2 separate regions of the Sus scrofa genome follow, and region 2 is linked to region 1. A link is a contact called in public Hi-C data. All regions are on one chromosome and are shown on one strand. Each heading gives the region's core, a stretch centred on a gene start, on an enhancer-like site or on the middle of the called end of the contact. The rest is flanking DNA. Distances are from core to core; before and after follow the strand shown. Region 1 has its middle 640 kb from the start of QKI. Region 2 has its middle 21 kb from the start of QKI.

Evidence for each region. Hi-C and Micro-C count contacts between places; a contact is called where the count stands out from the background.
Region 2: a contact with region 1 is called in a Hi-C map of liver, with 6 times the contacts expected there. The contact joins two enhancer-like sites. A contact is called at or near these places in 5 of 47 Hi-C or Micro-C datasets (embryonic fibroblasts, liver, skeletal muscle and 1 more) and 1 of 2 datasets of contacts at active chromatin or transcription factors (skeletal muscle).

Annotation. Positions count from the first base shown.
Region 1 is chr1:4,243,360-4,249,455 of Sscrofa11.1, forward strand. No RefSeq gene overlaps it. Among named protein-coding and RNA genes, the nearest start is that of QKI, 640 kb to the right of the region's middle. Within about 2 kb of position 1,297, at least 24 of the 83 cell types and tissues checked have an H3K27ac peak or open chromatin away from gene starts, as enhancers often do. A contact at or near this core is called in liver, where this site is marked.
Region 2 is chr1:4,901,333-4,908,000 of Sscrofa11.1, forward strand. No RefSeq gene overlaps it. Among named protein-coding and RNA genes, the nearest start is that of QKI, 21 kb to the left of the region's middle. Within about 2 kb of position 1,644, at least 11 of the 83 cell types and tissues checked have an H3K27ac peak or open chromatin away from gene starts, as enhancers often do. A contact at or near this core is called in liver, where this site is marked.

The sequences.
Region 1 (6,096 bases), core at 47-2,546:
ACACCATAGCTCTGGTTGCGGGTGGAAGCCACAGCCAAGAGGGTGCCAACAAGCAGCAGAGGTCTTGCTGGGCAGAGGGTGCGGCAGAGCAGCCTCGCAGGGGTGAGGCACGTCCTGAACCTGTGAGAGGGTCACAAGTTGTTCTCTGCTTTGGACCACAGTGCGTGAAGACGGGGGAGGCAGGAACTGGAGTTGTTTCGACGTCCTCAACGGATCACATCAGGGTGGTGGTAAGGGGGACACTTTCATGGAGTTGAACTCTCCTGATGTAGAACTACTTTAGGGTATTTTCAGATTTTTAACACACTTGGCTGTGTCACAGTGTAATTCCCATACATGTGAGTATGCAATCTCAGTGTAATAAATAGAGCAAGGATGCAATGTCCAGGCACATCCTCAGATATAATCTATACCTGAAGAAACGCCATGACTGTGGTCCCACGTACATAAATTTATTTGGCAGTCTGTACAAAGATTGCTGGCTGTATTTGTTTTCATCTGCACCATCTTTGTCCTGGGTAACTGAAATAACTTCTTAACTGGTCTTTCTTCCGACCCGAAAAACAGAGGGAACGTTTTGGAGCAAATTATGGTCAAACAGCCAGTAAGCGATCAGGACATGTCTTTTCTGGAAGTCCTGGGACAGAGACTAAAATCCACACATATGTGACCTTGAATCTTAGAATATTCAACAGCCAGCTGTTGGGGCCACCTCTCCACTAATGACCTTCCAAGATTCAGGGTCACATAAATGTAGGTTTTAGACCTACATCTTCCTCCTGCCCTTTGGCCTCACTTTGTACAACTTTCCCCTGCCTGCCTCTTCTTCTTTGAAATGCCAGTCTGCTGATGCCATCAGGACCATTGCCAGAATGTTCTATCTCAGCTTTCACCATAATCCAATCCAAACGTCACCTCCTCAGTGAAGCCTTCCCTGATTACGCCACCCAAAGCAGTTCCCTGCCCAGGGCCAGCGTCCTGTGTGTGGGACCAGCGCGGGTACGGGAGCCCCAGGCTCGGAAGGGGCCTGTGCTCAGCTTAGGGTTCGATGCGGCCGTCTTGAAATCCATGAGAGCTTTTGAACAAGGGCCTACATTGTTCTTTTTTGACAGCAGGTCCTGAAAACTCTGTTGCCAGTTCCTCCTGTGCTCCAGGTTGCATCATCCCATTCAGTTTTCTCTGTTGGCACTTCCATTATTCAAAGTGATCCCTTTGTTAATCTGTTTACTGACCTTTCCCTTCTCCAAGACGTGAGCTCCAGCAGAGCAGTAACTTTGCCAGCCTGGCTCAGTCCCGTGCCTCCAGCCCCTGGCACAGGGCCAGACAGAGGTTGAGTCTCAGTAAGCACAGAGTGAATTAATGACTCAGGCAGAGCACTAAAAATACAGCCGGGAGTCCGAAAAACATGGAAAGAAGTCAATGCTAGCTGGGCTTTGTGCCACGGCTTCAGACTCATTTCCCCACTGATGTGCGATCCTGACTAATGACTTGTGCGCATGACCCCTGAGAGTCAACCCCTCACCACAGGTGAAGATCCAGAATAAGACGTAAACACCGAGGGCTAGCCTGCCCCACCAGGGGTCTCATCCAAGCACTGCTTCCAGCCACCCCCGCTCCCGGCGTCGTGGAATCCCAGTGGTGTCCAGAGGGGTCCTTCCTCCTGCCTTTGTGGGCCTCCAGGAAGTGACCTCAGCCCTGCTCCAGCCCTGGACCAGGCTGGCCTGGCCGCGGCAGCCTTCCTAGGTGGAATGTTGGGACAAAGGGAAGTTCTACCGGGCCTCCTGAGAACGTCCCTCCTAGATGTTCAGAAGGGCTCCTGCAAGGTACTCTCCGCCTCTGCACACTGTCTGCCCTAAAACGGGCCTCAGAACCATTAAATCCTAGCTCCCCACCAGCCCAGGGGTAAAAGCATCAGTGGAAGAGAGGCCAGTGGAGGAAAGGCAGGGCCAGGAGCTGCCTGCTGTTGGAGACACTGAGCAAACTTGAAACCTGCCAAGTGCAGAGGACTAGTTTCCCGCTTAAGCTGGTTTGTTCCAGTTCTCTGTTATTTGGAGGCTGCAGCGTCTGAACTGCTTTGTAATTATCGCTTTTCTACAGAAAGAGAACATCAGTGAAATAGGTCTTCATTTGCATTTGCCATATACCCTCTCCTATGTTCAAGAATATGCAGTATTTGGAGTTCCCGCTGTGGTTCAGCGGTACATGCCCGACGAGTATCCATGAGGATGCAGGTTCCATCTCTGGCCTCACTCAGTGGGTTAAGGACCCGGCATTGTGGTGTGCTGTGGAGTAGCTTACAGACGCAGCTTGGATCTGGTGTTGCTGTGGCTGTGGTATAGGCCAGCAGCTACAGCTCCTATCCTACCCCTCACCTGGGAACTTCCATATGCCATGGGTGTGGCCAAAAAAAAGTATTCAGTAATGAAATTTACTTTTCCAAAAATTTCACTATATTCATGTTTGAAAACAGAGACTTTAGCCTTTTATTGTACGTCTGCACATAATGACCATCAAGACGGATCTTACATCAGAGGGTCTCTGTCAAGAAGCCAGGACTGACTGGTTGTGCTTAGACAATGAACTCTTGTGTCTGGGATCACAGCCCAGCCCCACCCCCTCCTCACCTGGGACGAAGTCAAAGGTCATGAGTTCTCTGCACCTCCCTGGCTCCTGGGCTATGATAGGAACAATTGCACTAACCCTGACCTTGGAAGCTGATTATGAGGATTCAGTAAACTGGGGCCATGCTGGTGTGAGGTTCACTGGTTCAGAGACACTCCTTGTCGCCGATGCATCCACCAAGAAAGAAGAAGGTACATAGTCAGTCTCTACCCACGAGATCGTAATCACCTTTGGGAGATGATCATTGTTTGCAGAAAGACACAAGGCGCAGATTAGCATGAACTGCAAGCGCAGTGGATGTGAGAAGAGGAAGCACCTGCCAGGGCAGAGGCAGCAAGAGCTTCTGGTGAAGATGGGCAGAGGTGGGCGGGGAGAGGACGACCTGGACCTGCGAGGGGACCCTGATGCCGCCCACGGAAGCCAAACAGGAGGCACAGAGGAGGGAAAACTCAGGGCCTCCATGGTCGTTGGCGGGAGTGGTGTGGAGGGCCTTACACCAAAGGGTTTAGCAAAGCGGAGTAAGAAGGCACCTAAGAGAGGCAGGAATGGGAACTTCACAAAAGAGTCAGCCTTGGAACGGTCTCCAGAAGGCAACAAGGAAACAAAGCAAAAAGCTTTAAAGAACATTTCGTTTAATTTTGAGACAGATAAAAAGAAAAAAATAATAAGGATGAGAGGATAGAATCCCGAAGGCAAAAAGACCATTAAAGAGATATTTCAAATGTTCTGGTTTGAGAGAGTGAACGTGGACTGATAGGGGCTTCGGTACAAGGATGATAAAGATGGTGATAAAACATTTCCACCTTCTCTCCCTCTCCCATGCTCATCTTCAAACTAACGGCTAATACTTTTCACTCTAGGGGTTAGACGAAAACACAAAATTTGAGAAAACGTCAATGTTAGGAAAAAAATAGGAAAAGAAAAAAAGTCGGCTTAGAGCTCTTCCAACCACAAGAGGGCGCTCCCGGACCCAGGAGCAGAGCTGGGGGGGACTGAGCCCGGATCATTAACGGAACTAGCGGGAGGGCTGCCCAGAAGTCCGGTCTGAAAGGGGTTACCTGGGCAGTTACAACGTGGAGACAGCCTCTGGCCTTTACCTGTGCCCTGTGACATCCACATGATCAATCCTAAGACCCGGAAAGGCACTGAAGGCTTACAAACTTAAGTACTCCCACTCTCGGTAGCAAGTCAGGATTCAGCCTCTCCAGTAAGTGGCGGATGCCCCGCAGGCAAAGCAGGAATGTCCTGATGGATCCCCAAGATTGCAGCATAGGATGCTTTCCTCCTGGGAGCTCCACTCAGCAAGGGGATTCCGCCCTACGGCAGCTGGTGACACAGGTCCGGCCCGACCTCCATTGCCCGACGTGCCCAACCAACTGGGAGAGCGCCAGGGTGCCCAAGATAAAAATAGGATGTTGCCGTGGAGCGCTGGACAGGCTGGCAGATGACACAGGGCCTTGGGAGAGCCTGGAGCCCTGCCCAGAGGCCGTCCTCGCCCTCTGCCGGCCTCGACAAGGGGAGGGGAGTTGGAGCTTCACAGGGAGTCCTGCCAGGAAAGGGCCGCGAGGCAGGGGAAGGGTGGGGAAATCATTTTCCTGTGAGTCAAAGGACAACAGCTGTCACCACGGAGGGAGAAGAGGTGGAACACTGGGTCCAAGCCTTCTCTGGAGCAGTGGCAGCTGAGTCAAAACAAGCAGTCAGAAACATGAGGCCCTTAAAAATACAGTAATTCATGCTACATCAAAGCAGTGATTAGCACAGCTTCCTGGCTGTCTCTCTGTTTATTTATGGTACATTACACATTTTAATGCTATTTTCATAAGGTATTTCAGCTGCCACGGTGCCATATTTGGGAGACAAAAGTGCCTAAGAAGTGCTGCAATTATCGGGCACCCACCCCCAGCCATCCATGAGTCTGGTGTCAACCACAATGACCACTACTTCCCCAAAGGAGAAACAGAAGAGAGAGTGTCCCCATGCAGCCTGCAGGAAGACAGGATGGAAGAGGACGCGGGAGCTGGGAAGAGGGGAGGGCACAAAGGCCAAGTTCATCTTGATTCGTCTCTTGTGGGGAAAGAGGTCAACTTTGAAGTCTTCCTTGAGATACTTCTTTTATTAGGTCATAGGACCCAGTCATCTGTTGGGGATTGCTCACCCAACTCTGGAAGCCAACAGCCCTCTCCGCAAACCAGCTTTATTTTAAATACACTTGAGTTCATGCCAGTGTCCGGGTGGGAGCTGGGAAAAGTGAAAAGCTGCTGGAAATTTCCTCACTCCTCCCCGTGACTTTCTTTCTTTTAAAGAAGGGTGGGGCGAGCATGAGTCCACTTAGGGAACAGCTCCATTCACCTCATATCAAATAGACAAGAGGCATCCCTCCCGCAGGTAAATTTAATAACCGTTTCCTCCAAGTCTGACTTCTCCTTACGATCAACCCCCGAAAAATGCAAGTCGGTGAATGTGTGCCATGGAATATGTCATCTCGGTGTTCAGAGATAAAGCGGGGGGGACAAATAAGAGAAGGTCAGGACAGCGAAGGAAAAAGACTCAGCCCTCACTGGCCCTGGGTCGGGTAACTCAGGAGAGCCGACGGGCGCCTGAGCTGAACCTTCACAACCCACCACGTGGATGCCCAAGAGGCTGCTTTCCGACGGATGAAGGTTCAATGTCATGTCAAGACAGCACTGCATTCATTGTCGAAGTTTCTATTGAAAACTGATTCCTTTGCCGATGTTGTTAATGTTTATGAAATGCTGGAGACGGGCGAGCTTCCAAAAGCAATTCATAGCCGGTTTCCCTGATTTTATGTCTGAGGCCACTGTCCTGTGGCCCTTCCCTGGATTTATCTTTAGGGCCCTTGGATTTATCTGAGGACTGGTCTCCTCACAAAAGTTTCCAACACCAGTGCCAACAGTCTCGGGTGTTGGAACTGGGTGTCTAGGAACTGGCTTCAGCCTGAAACGCATCTCACACAGACCACTTAAGAGCCATCTCAAGATAACTCCGGTCAGAATTTAACCAGCCACCTACAAATAAAGCACATCCCATGACTCTACTCTGAAGGCATTTGATTCTCCAAAGCCTCTTATTTCCAACAGTTGCATCAGCTGTAAACATACACCACACACTGGTGTTTGGTGAGTCAGGCCTCAGCAAAGAGCAGTGTCTTTTTCTGTATTTCTAAAGTTAAATTAGTTTGACTTTGAAGCATAAACTCACCAAAACAAAAGCTCAGGGACGTGTAGGTTTTGGTTGCTCTCCTAATCCTAATAATAACAGCCAACATTTAATAAGTGTCAGGCACGGCCTGTTCTAAGCAGCATCCAAGTGGGGTTTCAGTTAAGCCTCACAGCGCTCTCAGGTAGGAACATTGAGCCGAGAGACAGTGGCCCAGTAATTTGCTGAAGACCGTGTGGCAGTAAACAGGGGAGCCAGAAGCTGAGCCCGGACAGGCTGCGGGAGGGCCCCTGTTAT
Region 2 (6,668 bases), core at 394-2,893, 660 kb after region 1:
TGCAAGTCCATTTGATTATAGGTAATCAAGAGATTTAGAATTATATGTGCCTTTAAGCTATAATTTCACTTTTGGGAATTTATGTTGTATAAATAGTTAAAGATATAGCAAAATTATTTCCAATGTGGCAGATACAGAAGAAAGAATTTTAATTTTGTTATTCTTCATTATTTTTGCCAAGCTATATTTTCTATGATAAAGTTCATTATGTAATAAGAAATCAGCCATAAAATCTGTTAAGAAAAATTGTTTGTCCATAGTCAGGGAGCTCCTTTGTTTTCGACTGATCGAGGATCCCTTCCTGGAACTTCATGGGAGCTACCCCAGGATCACAGAAATGTTCAGATCCAAAGACGGATGAAAAAGGTGCGTGCAAATACTCTTGAGATAGTGCCTCTCCTGACATCAGAGCAAACCATGCAAAATGTCAGAGAAACGGTCATTGTCTGGGGAAATGCACACAAAATTTGAAAATTTTAATTAACTCCTATATATAAATATATATGACAGTTTATAACATCCATTTGCTTTTTTAAAAATGCAACTAAATACACAGAAAATATAGACATCTCAGCATTTTCACTCTCAAAAGTTTGGAGATCTCCTCTTTCACCCCACCTCTGTTTTTCTCTAGTTCAACTTCATTGCCATGGAGTTTCATGCAAATAGAAAAGTAACGCCGGACATCATCTTTTCTCAAACCAGAACTGATCTGAATTTGTATTAAGCCAGCAAGGAGTAAATGAAAATATCTCTATGAAGTCTTAACTCAGAGCTGAAATATCAAAAACGACAGTTTTGCATTCCATCTCATTTTTCACAAGGGTTTTTTTTTTTAATCTCATGGTATGATTTTTGTTTCTCAAATATTTGATCCTTGAAAACTGCACCCAACTCATTACAAGGTTTAAAAACACTGCCTGTTTTGGAATGTTTACACACGGTTCTCAAACACGATGGGAACTGGCAGACCAGCCCAGGCTGTTTTCATGGAAGCGCTGGGAGTGGCAGCTGTTACACATCCCGATATTTTTCCAGACTGAAACTCTTATTCCCTACACCCAGGCACGTGTTTCACAGCTGAGCCCAAATCCAAACCGAATTTAAAACTTTTTGGCTAAATGCCACATTCAAAACTTCCCTGACCTGTCTTCCTCTAGTCTCTGACAGCGTATACACGTACTGACTAGTCTGAAAATAGCTGGTTCGTAAACAGGGGGGAAACTGTCCAAGAAATATTTGCACAATGAAATAATCATTTCGTTTTGTCCATATAGACAAACAACCAGTCCATTTGGTAAAAAAAAATTTTTTGTTGTTCTTTTTAACATCTCATGAGTTGACTGAACTCGACTGGATGGTTTGTTTATATTGGTTCATTGTTATCTACTGAGGTGAATCTTAGATCTGATTTTCATAATATAGGGAAGAATGTCCACTGAGAAATGTCTTAAGTTATGTCTTAAGTACTGTAGTTGGTATTTAAGCATATGGTTAAACGCAGCTAATACTGAGTAATAAACGCTTCAAGTGGGAAAGCCCTGCAGAGTTTGTCTTTCCCAGTGGCTGACAGAGCCCTGAGCTTCAGTATTTCCTTCCTTGAGCACTGTAATGACTGCAATCCCATCAGTGACTTTTGGTATGATGGATTTCCTGCAACAACAAAAAATACAATTAAAAAAAACCCAGGGGCACTGTCTAGCCATTTACTCCTTTAACCTCTGTACAGTGTTGCATAAGAGATGTGAAAACCAGAGCAGATCAAGTTTGGAACCTACCAACCTTGGCCTCTTGCCTTCAAGGAATGTTTAGGTCTATTTTTTTTTTTTTTTTTTTTTTTTTAAGAGTTGCTGCCGTTTAGCTCAGTAAGTTAAGGATTGGGCGTTGCCACAGGCTGCGAAGCTTGGATCCTGTATTGCTGTGGCTGTAGTGTAGGCTGGCGGCTGCAGCTTTGACTTGACCCTTAGCCTGGGAACTCCCATATGCCACAGGTTTGGGCGTAGAAAGAAAAAAGCAAACAAGCAAACAAACAAGCAAAAAGCAACTAGTTCTTACAGAGAGAAAAGTTGGGAATAAGACTTACGTAATCCTTCACTTTAAGCATAATTCACCTACAAAATCATTCAGTCTTCCTAAACTATGTGAATGGAATTTGTTTGCATAAATCTAATTCCACCAAAGGCTTCTAAAGTGTGAACTAATTACACGATCTAATTTTGGAGCTTTTCCAAAGTTAATCTCTGAATTAGTTATCTTTTGCTTTTCTTTTATGTGTCATCTTGCTTTTTCACATTTCATTAGGTATCAAAACCAAGAGAGACAAAGTACAAGCTATTTATGTGTTATTAAGTCTCAAGATAATGGGAAATATTTTATCACAGTTAGATCTGCAGAAGAGTTAGGTGGTTCCTAAACCAGTGTTTTGGCAGAAAATAAATAATTATGGGCAGCAGTAACTTAAAACACTTAAAGATATTCCTAAGAACAGTCATTTTGACTGACGTTGACCTTGGTGCTCATGCATGTCTATGAGTGTGTGTGCGTGTGCGTGTGCACGCGTATGTGTGTGCGTGCGAGTGCATATGTGTGCATGTTTGTGTGCACGCGTGTGCGTGCGTGCGTGCGTGCGAGAGAGCATGTGCTCGCGGCTATACAATGAGGTGTGGTTGCAGGGAGCACTGGATGTTATGTGGGAAGTCATGGGTCCAAGGCCGGTCCCAGCACTGGCTGACTGTTTGATAGGAAGGAAGTTACCCACTGTCTCTGAATCTCAGTTTTCTCATCTACAATTAGGCTTAATGGAGTTCCTGTTGTGGCTCAGTGGGTTAAGAGCTTGACTGGTATCCATGAGGATTGCTGGTTTGATCCCTGGCCTCGCTCATTGGGTTAAGGATCTGGCATTGCTGTGCATGAGCTGTGGTGTAGGTCACAGATGTGGCTTGGATCCCACATTGCTTTGGCTGTGGTGTAGGCCGGCAGTTGCAGCTCCAGCTCCGATTCAACCCCTAGCCTGGGAACTTCCACATGCTGTGGGTGTGGCCCTAAAGAGACAAAAAAAAAAAAAAAAAAAAAAAAACCCTGACAAAATAAAATAATAAAAATAAAATAAAATTAGGACTAACAATGCTTGTCCAGGTCTACCCTTTCAAGGGCTTGTCATAGAAATAAAAAGAAATCAGGGTCCTAATAGCATGTCCTGGAGCGTGACATAATTATACCAATGACACAATGTGAGATTTGGGATAATTTATCTAACATGACTGAGTCTTATTCCTTCTTACATGGGAGGGTTATAACAAACTCATGGCAGTAGACGTGATATTGCAGTGTAATATGCTGCAGGCAGACACATTAGTTTGGCTCTTTAAGGAGCATAAACTCAACTGGAAATAGTTTAAACGAAAAAAAAAAAAGAAAAGTGTTTATTGACAAGTCTCAAGCAACCATGGAAAAGAAGCAGCAGAGCCTCTAAAACCACTGGATCCAGAAGTTTGAAGGCGAACAAGACTTTCTCTTTTCTCTTCGCACCGAATATGGTTTGGCTTTTCTCAGGCCAACTTCCTCCACGTGGCCGGACACACGATCCCCAGCAACAGCGATGCCCTACATCTCTCGATTTTGCTGCAAGACAAAAAAAAAAAAAAAAAATAGAATCGCCCACCTCCTCACCCCAAGACTGACGCCCGTTGTAAAGTCCCAGGAGAAGCCTCTAGTGGGCTCAGCTTGGATCAGGGCCCTGGGGTGGGAGCGTGTCCTTGGCTGTCAAGGCAAGAAATGCTCACCAGAAGCACGGACAGTCGGCTTCTCTCCTCTCCGGCGAGGGTGACCCTAGGCCGAAAGGATGAAGCTCTCTGTCAGACCCACTCGGCCTTCGGCGGCTGACATGAGGAACATTCCAGAACAGATTTAAGGGCGCCTTCAAAGTTTAAATTGCTGGAGCAATAAAAGGTAGACGAAGTTTATTCTGGTGCCTATAACCTAAACCATTCCCGTTTGTAATCTTGTGGAACCACAGGACCAAGGATTAAAACCATGCTCTAATTCTCTTTTGTTAAGAACCAGTACTATTTCAGAGGGTTTTTTTCCAGTTTTAAAATCTGATTCATCTCCTGTTAAATCATGCCTATGATTTACTTGGGGCAATGGCTGAAATTTTTTCAATTAGAAAAATGTACATTACAAGTACGTTATTTATAAAGTGTGCAGAGTCGACTATGTTTTAAGAGTTCCACCTGAAGAGGCAACAATAGAAGGCCAACACAAATATAGATTCTTGGGTATCACACGGGTTTAAACCATCTGCCTTCTCCCTCAAAGGTCTCTCTGTACAACGTCTCCATTCCTGGACAGCTTTTTCTCTGGTGACTCTTGTCTGCCATGGAAGCTGTTCTGCTTGGCAGAAGCTGTGTCCCTTGATGGAGTTGAGTGTGGCCCCATGCTGGGGTCTTATGTGCCATGCTTGACACTTGGTGTGTGGGCTGGACCAGCTTCTCTGCATTGGATCACGTAGGTGCTGTCTGCCTGGGTGGTATCTCTTGATTTCCCACCGCCAGTGGCAGCCTCTGTCCACCCCATCCTTTAAGACTGGGGCAAGCTTCATGCTGTAGGGTAGACTATTCCGTTGACCTCTCTCTTAAAGAGTGCTGCTTTCTTTTGGGTGAATGTGTGATCTGACCATATCCGTGGGTACTTCTCAGGCATAGCTTGATGCATCTTCTCAAATGGCTACCTGTGCAGGTTTTGTGTCTCCAAAGCTAAGACCTGAATGAGGCCAAGTTCACAGGAGGAGGGTGACCTTCAATGCTGCCAGAACACGAGCATTTTGCATGTCATTGTCAAAGCAGGAGCAGAGCAGACCAGCTTGGCCAGTTTCATCACTATGCCCCGTTCCCTCGGTGGCGGTGGGGGGGGGGCTTACCTGATTGGGAGCAAGGGTTGGGTGGGGGCTGGACTCCATCTGCCCCTGCTTTTGTCCCTCTGAGCCTGGGATGTGGGGCCCAGGTAGGATGGAGCACCTCCTGCCTGTGGCTGCAATGGGAGAGCTAGAGGGCAAATGCTGAAAATAATATTCTGGGGTGAGGGCCAAGGTCATGGCCAGCAAAGATGTCCAAACCATGTCATAAATTAAAGTAACTATTGGAAAACCGTGGCTTAGTTAACAGAGCCAAAGTGAGTGGTGCTGAGGCCCAGAGCAGCCAAGAATGCAGAGGGAGAAAGTACAACAGGCCTTCCTGGGGAAGGACATTAGGGGTCCCTGCTATAGGCTGGCCAGGTCTGGGAGGGTCCAGGCCCACAGCCATGGGAGGCAAGGGTGTGCCTGCTCGTTTACTGGATTGTTCCATATGCTCCTGGGAACCCACCTCCAAGTTAATTCTGATCTCTATGATCTCTAACTTTTTTTTTTTTTGGCTGTGCCTGAGGCACGCAGAAGTTCTGGGACCCGGGATCGAACGCGAGCTACAGCAGTGACAACGCCAGGTTCTTTACCTGCTGAGCCGCCAGGGAACTCCTCTGGTCTCTGATTTAAAGTTCTTCACAGATGGGCAGGAAATGCTACTCTCCTGTTATTCTAGTCCCAAACCAGCCTGGATACATGCAGAGCCAATTACAGTTTAGTCCCATTACCTTTATTCCCCATTTTTGTGCAGCCCTGCAGACTATCCAGAATGCCACGGCCTTTAGTGCCAAGGAGCTCGGGCAGTCACACGCCCAACACCACGTGGAGGAGAGGAGTTTGTGATGGTTGCTTGCTCCACCCCCGTGTGGAGGGGACAACAGGACGGACACTGTTTCGTGACAGTTTCCCTACTTTATCTAACTATCCATGCACTTCCTCCTCTTCTCTCCTCTTCCTGGCGGGACATTTTCATACATACCCAATGGCGGAAGATTCGAAAGGAAACACAAGCACTTTATGATGCTCTTAATCAGAGTCCAAAGGCAAGGCCAGGCTTTCTGTTACAAGTTCAATCACATCATAGAAACAAACCATAGGCCTTAAAAAAGAAAACTTTCCAAGCCCCAAGAATCATTTCATTGCTTCTACAATGCCATTGAATCATAATTACATACTTTTCTCATACTAAAGGCAAAACGATGTCCGTCCCTGTTACTTAGACGTTACATTGTTTAATTCTTTAGCATTTCTGGAGTTCTCTTCTGGCTCAGAGGATTGAGGATCCGGCATTGTCAACTGTGGCTGCTTTGGTTGCTCCTGTGGTACAGGTTCGATCCCTGGCCCAGGAACTTCGGCATGGCCCGGGTGTAGCCAGGAAAGAAAAAAAATTCTGACACACACGCACACACAAATTCAAACAATGTAACTCCCCGAAGTCCGCACACATTAGCAGTTCCAGTTGTTGGGTGATGGAATTATTCTTGCGCTGTTATTCTGCTCTGAAATGTTGATGTCGGAAGCCCCCCCCCCCACCTCCTGGACTGTGTAATTGAATGGAGACCCACCTGGGCGGCAGGAGGCGGAAACAATCCAGGTGGCCCATGAATAATCACGCTCCGGGTTTACTGAGGGGACTATTTAAAAAGTTCTGGACTCTGGAGGACGAGAAAACCAGAAAAAGCCCTTTTCATGTATATAGTTTAAAAAGCCGGCTTATGCACAGCCTCACTGCCCATCGAGGGAAATTGATCACCTTTGTAAAACATTTCAT